2 separate regions of the Urocitellus parryii genome follow, and region 1 is linked to region 2. Evidence: chromatin contacts called from public Hi-C data. All regions are on one chromosome and are shown on one strand. The core of a region is the stretch at or near the end of the contact, and the rest is flanking DNA. Distances in the headings are between cores, read along the strand shown. Region 1 holds the start of Zscan2 (zinc finger and SCAN domain containing 2). Region 2 holds the start of Slc28a1 (solute carrier family 28 member 1).

The links. A called contact is a pair of places that touch in the nucleus more often than the background predicts.
Region 1: a contact with region 2 is called in a Hi-C map of liver, with 2.6 times the contacts expected there. The contact joins the promoter of Zscan2 here to the promoter of Slc28a1 in region 2. A contact is called at or near these places in 2 of 2 Hi-C or Micro-C datasets (liver and muscle).

What each region holds. Positions count from the first base shown.
Region 1 is chr6:132,386,857-132,391,652 of mUroPar1.hap1, reverse strand. It overlaps Zscan2 (zinc finger and SCAN domain containing 2), which reads left to right and starts at 2,954. Exons shown (of 3, transcript XM_026388250.2): 1 at 2,954-2,976.
Region 2 is chr6:132,102,545-132,107,569 of mUroPar1.hap1, reverse strand. It overlaps Slc28a1 (solute carrier family 28 member 1), which reads left to right and starts at 2,099. Exons shown (of 18, transcript XM_026388249.2): 1 at 2,099-2,265; 2 at 4,167-4,278. The coding sequence starts at 4,183.

The DNA of each region.
Region 1 (4,796 bases), core at 1,705-4,204, 280 kb before region 2:
GCTAGGACAGAGCTTCTTTGATTTGGCCAATATAGAAAGAAATTACTTAGAGAAGAAACCCTGAACTTGGCTGAGTTTCTGGGATTGCCCTACAGTTCTGGGCTAGTCTTGGTAACTGGCTTGGGTACCAGAGCCCTTCTCAATTGGATCATTATGCCAAGAATTTGTCTGAAACACGGCTTGCTCTCTGTTACCTCGGACAGTTGACATTGGCCAGGACCAGCTTCCCAAAAAATCAGGCCCAGAGCAGAGACATCTGGCTTTAGGACTCTCCTGTGGTGAGTTAGTGCCTATTCTTATGGCCAATTGTTGACTTGGGATGGGAGCAGAGATAAATGGACTTGGGCTGCTGGAAATTTTCAGCTGTGCATCTCCCTATCCCCTCAAATCCTTTGCCTTTTGCGTGAAGTTCATTGCTCTTAAGGATAGAAAATTGGAGATACAAATCTTTGTTAATTCAAGGTCTTCCCCCAAAGTTGCCAAGGTCTCGGCTTGGCACAGAATCACGAGCCACCACACACCTTGTAGATTCAAACAGCAATCCTTTATTCCCGAACTCACACCGCCTCCACACAGGTTCAGGGGCAATCTAAAATCTCTCCGCCCAATTTACCTACTCCAAGAGGCTTTTTCCAAATCCCATTTGAATCTCACGAGAACAAGCAGCAGGAACACCCTAATCCCAGCAGCAATAATCTTCAACCTCCAACTTCCCTAAAACCCCTATTGTCTTAAACTCAAGGAGCGGGGAAACTTCCTCAAACCTGATCAGCTCTAAACCAGGATCCGCCCTGGTCTTTGAGCAAGGTCACCTTACTAAAGCATACATGCAATGTCCCATCGAATGTCCTCTAAGCAGCATGGGGTACGCTGGCAAGGAAATTTCCATGCGTCATTCCTACTTGGCAATGACCCTCAGCACAAAGTCATCATCCTTAATCATTTTTCAGATCTCCTAGGAATGCTGACAACTAGAATAAATGTTGGCCAGGAATTTGCTTCCAGAAACCTTAGTGTAGACTTCTCAGTGTGGCCTGGAGGTGGTGCTGTTTGCTTGTTAAGATGCTACTAGGGTGTAGCTGGCTATTGGTGGCGGGATTCAATCCAGTCACCCAATGGCAAAAGCTGAATGTTACTTTGCATCTTTGTATTTGAATTAATTAAGAAGGTTAATTAGTGAAAAACATGTGAATTTCAAATGATCTTTGGAGTGGGGCAGAAGACTAACACAAAACTCAGAATCTATAAAAAAACAAGATTAACAAATTTGACCACATGAAAAATTTTTTTAAAATATATTTTTTTCTTTTTTGAGTTCCTTCCTTCCTTCCTTCTTTCCTCCCTCCCTCCCTCCCTCCCTCTCTTTCTCTTTCTTTCTTTCTTTCTCCTCGACCTCCTCCTTCTTTTTCTTCTGTTCTGGGGATTCTTTGCCACCCTAACACCCCCTTCCCCCCCCCCTTTAACTTTTGAGACAGGACTTGTTAAATTGCTGAAGCTAGCCATAAACTTGCGATCCTCCTGCCTCAGCCTCCTGAGTAGCTGGTATTACAGGCATACATGCACAACTATGTCTGGTGAAAAATTCAAATTTCTAAATTTAATAAACCACCAGAAAGTAAACAGCAAACTGAGAAAAATAGCAGCAACTTCTGCAGCAAAGGAATACTTTTCTTATTATACAAAGAACTTTTACAAATAAACTTGATTTAAAAAATGGAAAAGAATGTAATCAATTCACAGAAAATAAGATTAAAGTCACTAGTAAGAAATGAAACACTCTTAAATAAACAAAATTTAAAAGCAAGCCGAACATGGTGGAAAAATGCCTGAAATCTCAGTTACTCAGGAGACTGAGACAGGATAATCACAAGTTCGAAGCCAACCTGGGCAATTTAAGGAGATTCTGTCTCAAAATAAATTTAATAGGGTCAGGGATATAGCTCAGTGGTAGAATGCAAGTCTATCATGCACAAGCCTGGGGTTCAAATCACAATACCCCAAAACAAATATACATAAATGCAGCATTTGATTGTGTGTGCCTCCAGTAATTACTCTGTACAAACACATACAATTATTCTATCACAGACCATTAAGAGTGTGTTTCTCTCCTTTCTTAGATTCCCACTTGGGTTTCCGGGAAGTATTTCCACTGTTTTTATGTAGTGTTGGGGCAATTATTTCTTCAGCAGCACCAACCATGGGAATACCAAGACAGAAGTCAAACTCTTACTCCTACACACCCACTGCTGAAATTAACAAGCAATTCTGTAAGAACAAACGGAGCTGTCAAACAAGTATGCTTGGGAAGGTATCTCAGAGTAGGTAGGTGATGATGGGGCAAGCTTCAAGAAGGAGGATCGGAAAGATAGGAGGCAGTGAAGGCGGGGCGGGGCTTTCCCCCGACGTAGAATCACCACGTGTGACAACAAAGGGGTGTGCGAAAGCTGGGTGCATGTGCAGAGTTGCAAGTTGCGGGGAGAAGAGCCAGGGTGAGCGTTGAGTCGCGTTTCCTGCACGGATCCCTTTCCTGTTCAGAGTCTGTACTGGCCTGTCTGCGGTGCCAACATCACTTGCCATACAGTTCTCTGCTGAAAAGGACTTTCCCCCCATCCAACTTTCACTTTTTATAGACAAATACAGGGAGGACTTAGAGAAGTGAAATAATTTGTCTCAGGGTACAGTCTTGGCCACACTGGGGTACCGACAACCAGTCCGCGGATTTTTCTCTATTGCCTTTGGGCACCGTCTAGGCTATCTACCCCTAACTCGCTCCCGGACGGTGATTTGGTTGTCTTCGGATGCACTACATCTCCCATAATGCCTCGGGCCCAGTCTCCCTCCCGCTGATAGACTGAGCACTGTCTCCTCCAGTAGGAGAGCAGAGTTCCCAGGGGCCATCCTCTACAGCCAATGAACATGGCAGAGGGCGGGCCTCTCCCGTCCATTGTTCTCTGTGCCCCACGGGCTTGAGCTGAGGTGAGTTCAGAGGGGCCGGGCGAGCCCGAGGGCGCTTTTGCGCGAGGAGCGGTCGCCTGAGCTAGACCTGGACTCTGGGGAGGTGAGCTGGAGAGGCAGGCCTGAAGTCGCGTGGACCGGGGAACAGCCCGCGGCGAGGATAACGGGCCTGCAGCCAGCTGCGGCAGCCTGCTGGGGGAGGGGCGTGGGTACCCTGTTCGTGCCCGCTGCCGGGCGCTTGGAGTTACCCGCCGGGCTCTGTGAACCGACTGGGTCTTTTCTCCCCGGCAGAGTTCCTTTCACATCCAAGCGGAAAGCGCAGGATTTTGAACTGGGAAGGGATGTTTGACCACGTCCTGTGCAGCCTCCTCATTGTACAAGTGGGGAAACTGAGGTTCAGAGGGGGCGTGTCTTGTCTTGGCTTAGACGGCGAATTGGGGGTCTCGGCACATTGTACCCGGTTCCCAATTAAGAATTCTGTTATATTTGCATTTCATCTAGTCATTTGGGTAAATACACGTTGAGAGCTTCGGTTTTCCCACTAGCTTTTCTTTTTGTTGTTGCTATTGTTTTTAGGTTTTCTTTTTATTATTTTCTTTAATAATTCCAGGGAGTGTTATTCGAGTCTTTATGATGTTATGCTTTTTGAAATGTTTTTTATTGCTTTAAAAATATTTCATTTAGTTCTTTGTAATTCTAGGTTTCTCAGTATTGAGTTGCTGACCAGGTCCTCCTTTTTACTAGTGTGTGTTTATATTTAAAGGGAATTGGGTTCTTACTGTCTATGGTGTTTTACCTTTCTGGTTTTCTTTTTATACGTTATTTTCATATCAGGAGAATTATCTGAAATCATTAATGATTAATAATCTTTGTCAGTGTAATTTTAAAAAATATTGGGCTGGTGATGTAACTCAGTGGTAGAGTGCTTGCCTAGCTTGTGTGAAGCCTTTTGGCTTAATTTCCGTTGAGCCCCTTCCCAGACAATACCACCTATTATCATGTTAGATGTATGTATGTATGTATGTATGTATGTATGTATTTATGTGATGCTAGGGATTGAACCCAGAGTCTTGCACATGCAAGACAAGTGCTTTACCACTGAGTTACTCCTAGAATACCTTTTAATATATTCTATTGTATAGAGGTGCCATTGATTTTTAACCATTTCCCTGCTGCTGGATTCCTCACCAGCTGGATGCTGGGGATTGAACCCAGGCCACTCTATCCCTGAGCTACGTTTCCCTGCTCTTTTTATTTAATTTTAAGACATTGTCTCACTAAGTTACCGAGGCTGGCCTCTAACTCACAATCCTACCTCATCCTTCCAAGTGGCTTTTACCACTATGCCCAGCACTCCTACTGCTAGAGTTTAAAGGTTATCAACTTTTTGCAATTAGAAACAATGCCATGGTTGTGTATCCTTGCAAATAAATTTCTCTTTGCAAAAGATGTTATTTTTTTTAATTAATTACTTATTTATTTTTTACATACATGACAATAGTGGAATGCATCACACTCATTATTACCCATTTACAGCACAAGTTTTCGTAACTCTGTATGTAAAGTATGTTCACGCCAAATTATGCCATTATACACGTACTCTTTTTTTTGCATTACAATTCTTTTTTTTCTTTCTTTTTTTTTTTTTTTTAAAGAGAGAGTGAGAGAGAGAGAGAGAGAGAGAGAGAGAATTTTTAATATTTATTTTTTAGTTCTCGGCCGACACAACATCTTTGTTGGTATGTGGTGCTGAGGATCGAACCTGGGCCACACGCATGCCAGGCGAGCGTGCTACCACTTGAGCCACATCCCCAGCCCTGCATTACAATTCTTAATACACA
Region 2 (5,025 bases), core at 850-3,349:
TGTAGCTCAGTGGTAGAGTGCTTGCCTTGCATGCACAAGGCCCTGGCTTCAATCCCCAGCACCACAAAGAAGAAGGAGAAGGAGAAGGAGAAGGAGAAGGAGAAGGAGAAGGAGAAGGAGAAGAAGGCCTCAGGTGCTGGGCTCTCTCTCAAGCTTGTCATTTAATTCTCCGAGGTACTTTACCTACCTTCACCAGCTCACAGATGAGGAAACAAGTTAACTTGGAGAGTCTGGAGTGAGTGAATCTCACTTAGAACATAGAACTCAGGGCTCTGTGCTCCAGGTTCATCCCACAAACACACAGCCTGTTGGACTCTTGTTCTAGAGATCAGGCCCATGAAGCTGCAATGAATGTTTTGAAACCAACCTGGTTGCCACTGGATACACTGGCTTCCCTCTGAGCACCGACAGACACCAAGCGGGGACGGGAGGGGAGGATGACAGGAGGAAAGGGGCGACAGGAGGAGTTGGAAGGGGCAGAGGTGGAGAAGTTAATTAATATAGTCCTTTGCCCTTCATTGGGACTCAAGGAGGCCCCCTTTGAGGCAGCTTTGAGTCCATCTGTGTCTTGCTCAAGGTAAACATTCGGTCTACAATCAAGGGGACATGTGGCCCCACCAATGTGAGTGGACATGTTGTGGATCTCTGTTGGAAAATGAATAACAGAAAAATTGTATACACTTAGGGGGAAAATAGGCGGGAAATTCCAAATACTCAATAATCCTTATCTGTGGAGGGCTCAGATTAGGGGGATTTTAATGCTTTCTGTATTTTTCTATAAGATTTAAATGTATGTGTCATTACTTTGGTAATTAGATTGGTTTTTTTTTTTTTTGTATTGGAGACTGAACCCAAAGTGCTTTTCCACTGAGTTGTATCTCCAGCCCCACCCCCACACACATGCCTTTAAAAATTTATTTTGTCAAATGTATGAAATATGATATGTCAAGAGCTATGTAATGTTTTGAACAACTAATAATAAATAAATAAATAAATAAAATTTAAAAAAAATTTATTTCATTTTAAGATAGGGTCTCCCTAAAGTTACCCAGGCGAGCTCAAACTTGCAATCTTCCTGCCTCAAAACCACCCACCTCCACCACTCAGTCCCCAATAGCTAGGGTTACAGGTATGCACCATTGAGCCCAGCTAATGTTTTGGTAATTAGAATGAAAGAGAAAAAGAAGCCAGGTGCAGTGGCATGTGCCCAGCAACTCAGGAGGCTGAAACCGGAGAATCACAGGGTTGAGGCCAACCTCAGCAATTTAGTAAGACCCTGTCTCAAAATAAAAAATAAAAAGTGCCAGGAATCTTACTCAGTGGTAAAGTGCTCCTGGGTTCAACCCTCAGTACCGCAAAACAAACAAAAAAGGGCAAAGTAAAGGAAGTTTTTAGAGAATAGGGGTCCCTCCGTCCATCCGTCATCTAAACTTCCAAAACAACTTGCGTACCTGTACCAGGTGCTCTGCTCTTATGTTACCAGGAAGTAGTTTTGTGCCATAAAGGATTTTGTCCTTAGTGTGTACTATTAATTATTAAAGAAATGTTTGTTAATCTTGTCAGATAAGCTTAATGCTTAGCTTGAAGACTGAAAAACTAAATTGTTCGTCCCTTGACTTTGCACAATGTTGCTTAGGCATTTAGTTTAAAGGGGGAAAAAAAGAAAGAAACGAAGAGGGAAACAGTGGGATTTTGTTTTGCTTTCGTGACTGTTTCAATGCTTAGACCTGCAACACGCTTCCTATTTGTGACAGCTACACACCTTCCCTATCTTCCAAGCTTAGGAAAATAGGTTGTTATAATAATTACTAATCCAGGGAGGAAGAGAGAGTGAGATGCAAAATGGAAGGTGAAATACAGGGGATGACAGATGGAAACCGGAAGGGGGAGAGCAGGAATACCAAAGGTTGCTTCCTGGAGGAGAGGAACCAGATCTGGCCTTGGAAGAGGTCAGTTCAGGAGCAGGGAGAGTGGAGGGAGGGCATTTCTGGTGGGAGGCAGCCAGGTCGGGCAGAAGCTACCCCGGGCCAGACCTCTGTAGGCTCCCTTTCGCACCCTCTTTTCCCTCAATAAGGGTTGGGATCCTGCGGCAGCCTTGTGTCGCTGGACTCTGGGGAAGCCCAACCTACTGCAGTTCTGGACCTTGCCCAGGAATTTCCATTGAAAGGTGAAGACAGGCCAAAGCACAAGCAGGCTGGCTCAGCTCATCCCTAGAGAAACCTGTGCTTCCATCTCTTCCTGAGAACCACCTGTCACCACAAATATGTGAGTAGGAATAAGGTCCTGTCCTCTCTGTGCAGCTGTATCTGTGTGTGTGCTGGAATCAGGGCTTCCAAGGCTGTGTGTGTGTGTGTGTGTGTGTGTGTGTGCATACGCACTCAATGTGTGTCCCTGCTTGTTTGTATGTATGTCTGGGTGTGTTATCTTAACAGTCTGCTGTTGGGATAGAGTACGGTAATCCCCAAAGGGAAAAAAGGAGGAGGAATGGGAGTAGGGAGACAGGGTCTCACTTAGGACTTTATTTACAGATGAGCTGAAGCCTATGAATTGAGCTTCAGCAAAAAAGGAACTATAGACTGAATGTAGTGGCTCACTCCTAGTAACTCCAGAGGTTGAAGCAGGAGGATTGCAAGTTTGAGGCCAGCCTCAATAATTTAGCTAGACCCTGTTTCAAAATAAAAATATAAAAATGACTGGGGATATAACTCAATGGTAGAGCACCCCTTGGTTCAATCCCCAATGTTGGGGGAAAAAAATAAAAGGAACTATTGGCTCTTGGCATGAAAAAGTCCAGGGGTAGTTATCTAGGGACCAGATTGTTGTCTTCAGGATATTGTGTCTCCATTTTTCAAGTGTGGAAAAGTATAATACAATAAGCATATCACTACTTTTTTCCCTTGAAGTATTGCATCAAAGAGAAGGACATGCTCTTCAGTAGAGAATCAGAGGGCGTTGGGGCCGAGTGCAGACAGGCAGCATAGAGTTGAACCATCCAAGCCCTGCCAGAGCATGAGGAGATTTTTATATTGCACAGTAAGTCCTCCAACAGTCATAATTTTTCCATGAAGAAGATTAAACCTTAAACACGTGCTTCAAAAAAACAAAACAAAACTACCTCCCTGTCCCCACCCCAGGGAGGTGGGGAGTGGAGAAAAAGAAAAAAGGAAAGAAAGAGAAAGGAAAAAAGGAGAAAACAAAGAACCTCTAATCCCAAGGGCTTACAAATGAGAGGCATGGCCTTTTCTCTATTTTCTATATTTATATGAAAATAATTCATGCTCATGCTAAATACATTATTTACCTTATAAGAACTGTGTTGTTTTTAAATTTTAAAAGTTTGTTTAATGATTGCTTTTTCTTTGAAGGAATCCATGCATTATGGATCAGAAATATATGCTGGCTATACTGGCTAAATGTGGAAATCAGATTTTTTGCAAAGATGAATTTTTTTGATACAAGGGATTGAACTCAGGGGCACTCAACCACTGAGCCACATCCCCAGCCCTACTTTGTATTTTATTTAGAGATAGAGTCTCACTGAGTCGCTTAGTGCCTCGCTTTTGCTAAGGCTAGCTTTGACTTGCAATCCTCCTGCCTCAGCCTCCCGAGCCATTAGGATTACAGTCATGCACCACCGTGCCTGGCACAAAGATGGATCTTGACTGACATTAATTGCAGATTCCTTTTTGAGGGCAGTATAGGAGTTATTTTTTTACCATGGTTTATTTTTTGTGTGTCCATCAACATGTGAGCCTATCACTTAATGGCAAGTGATTTTAACCTGTTGTGTGGAGTGAGGCAAGCCAGGGCCTCTCTTCAGAAAAATGCCTGTATCAGATACACACTCATTTCCTTCCTTTCCTTCCCTGTGAAATGGGCAGGATTTGCTGTTTTGGCCTGGAACTCCTGGAGCTTACAGGACAGGTTCAGAAGGGAATGTAAGAAGGGCCACCTCCTCCATGTGTTGGAGGGGCCCAGGAGGAGGAGGTCCGAGGCACAATGAGGAGCCAGCTCTGGGATGGCTTATGAAACCCCCAGGCAAGGGCCTGGTGCTTCCAGGCTTCTGCTCCTGCCACCCTGCCCTCTTCCCCACTTCCTCAATCCCCGCTCCTGGATCCTGCAGGCTCTCCCTTTAGCTTTGGGCCCTCTCTGTCTTTGTCTTTCAGCTGGAAGATCTGGCCCATGGAGAAGCAGACACCCAAACGAGGAGAGTTCGTTTCTCTCAAACCTGCGACCCATGGCTTGGAGAACACGGAGGCTGAGTTCTTGGAGAGCCTGGTCTGTCCACCTCCCTGCCTCCTCAGTCTTTGGGTTTGAGTCCTAACCCACAGTGGGAGGGTCTGTGCCCACCTTTTTATACATCCATCTTCTTTGGCCTCCTCAGCTATTTGCTTGCATAGTTAAGGCAACTCTGATGAGCTGGAGTCCCTGTATAACTCAGCCCCCTTTATTTCACTCATGAAACATTTATTGGGCACCTACTATGTGCCAATATAACCCATCCAAGTCTGAAAGGTCAGAGAAATTTCCAATGTGGAAGTAACATTTAAGCTCCAATCTGAAAGGTGAGAAGAGAAACGAGATGATGGGGTGAGTCTCTGAGAAAGCCTCAGCCTTCCAGGAGCTCCCAATCTTCTCCTTCCTCTCCACTAGCCAAGTTGAGGATCACAACCTGGTCTTTGGAGCACAACATGGCACCCTTTCCTCTCCCAACCTTCTGTGACCAGACCCCTTCCCTATGCTGCCCTGTGTACCCCAGGAGGCAGCTTTCACAATGTCACCTTGCAAGAATGTCCCCCACCCAATAACTCCAAGGACTGTGGGGTAAATGGCATTCTTTAGACATACAATGAGGTAACCCTGCCTGGGACTTTCCTTAGAGGCTTCCTCTTGGCCCCCAACCCGTCAAAGTGTTCCTCCTTGATGCAGATTGCAAGCTCCCTGAAGGCAGAATATGTCTAACACAGAGCCCTGAACATAGTAGGTGCTCATGGTATGCTTTGCAGAATTTAATTAAGTAGCCCT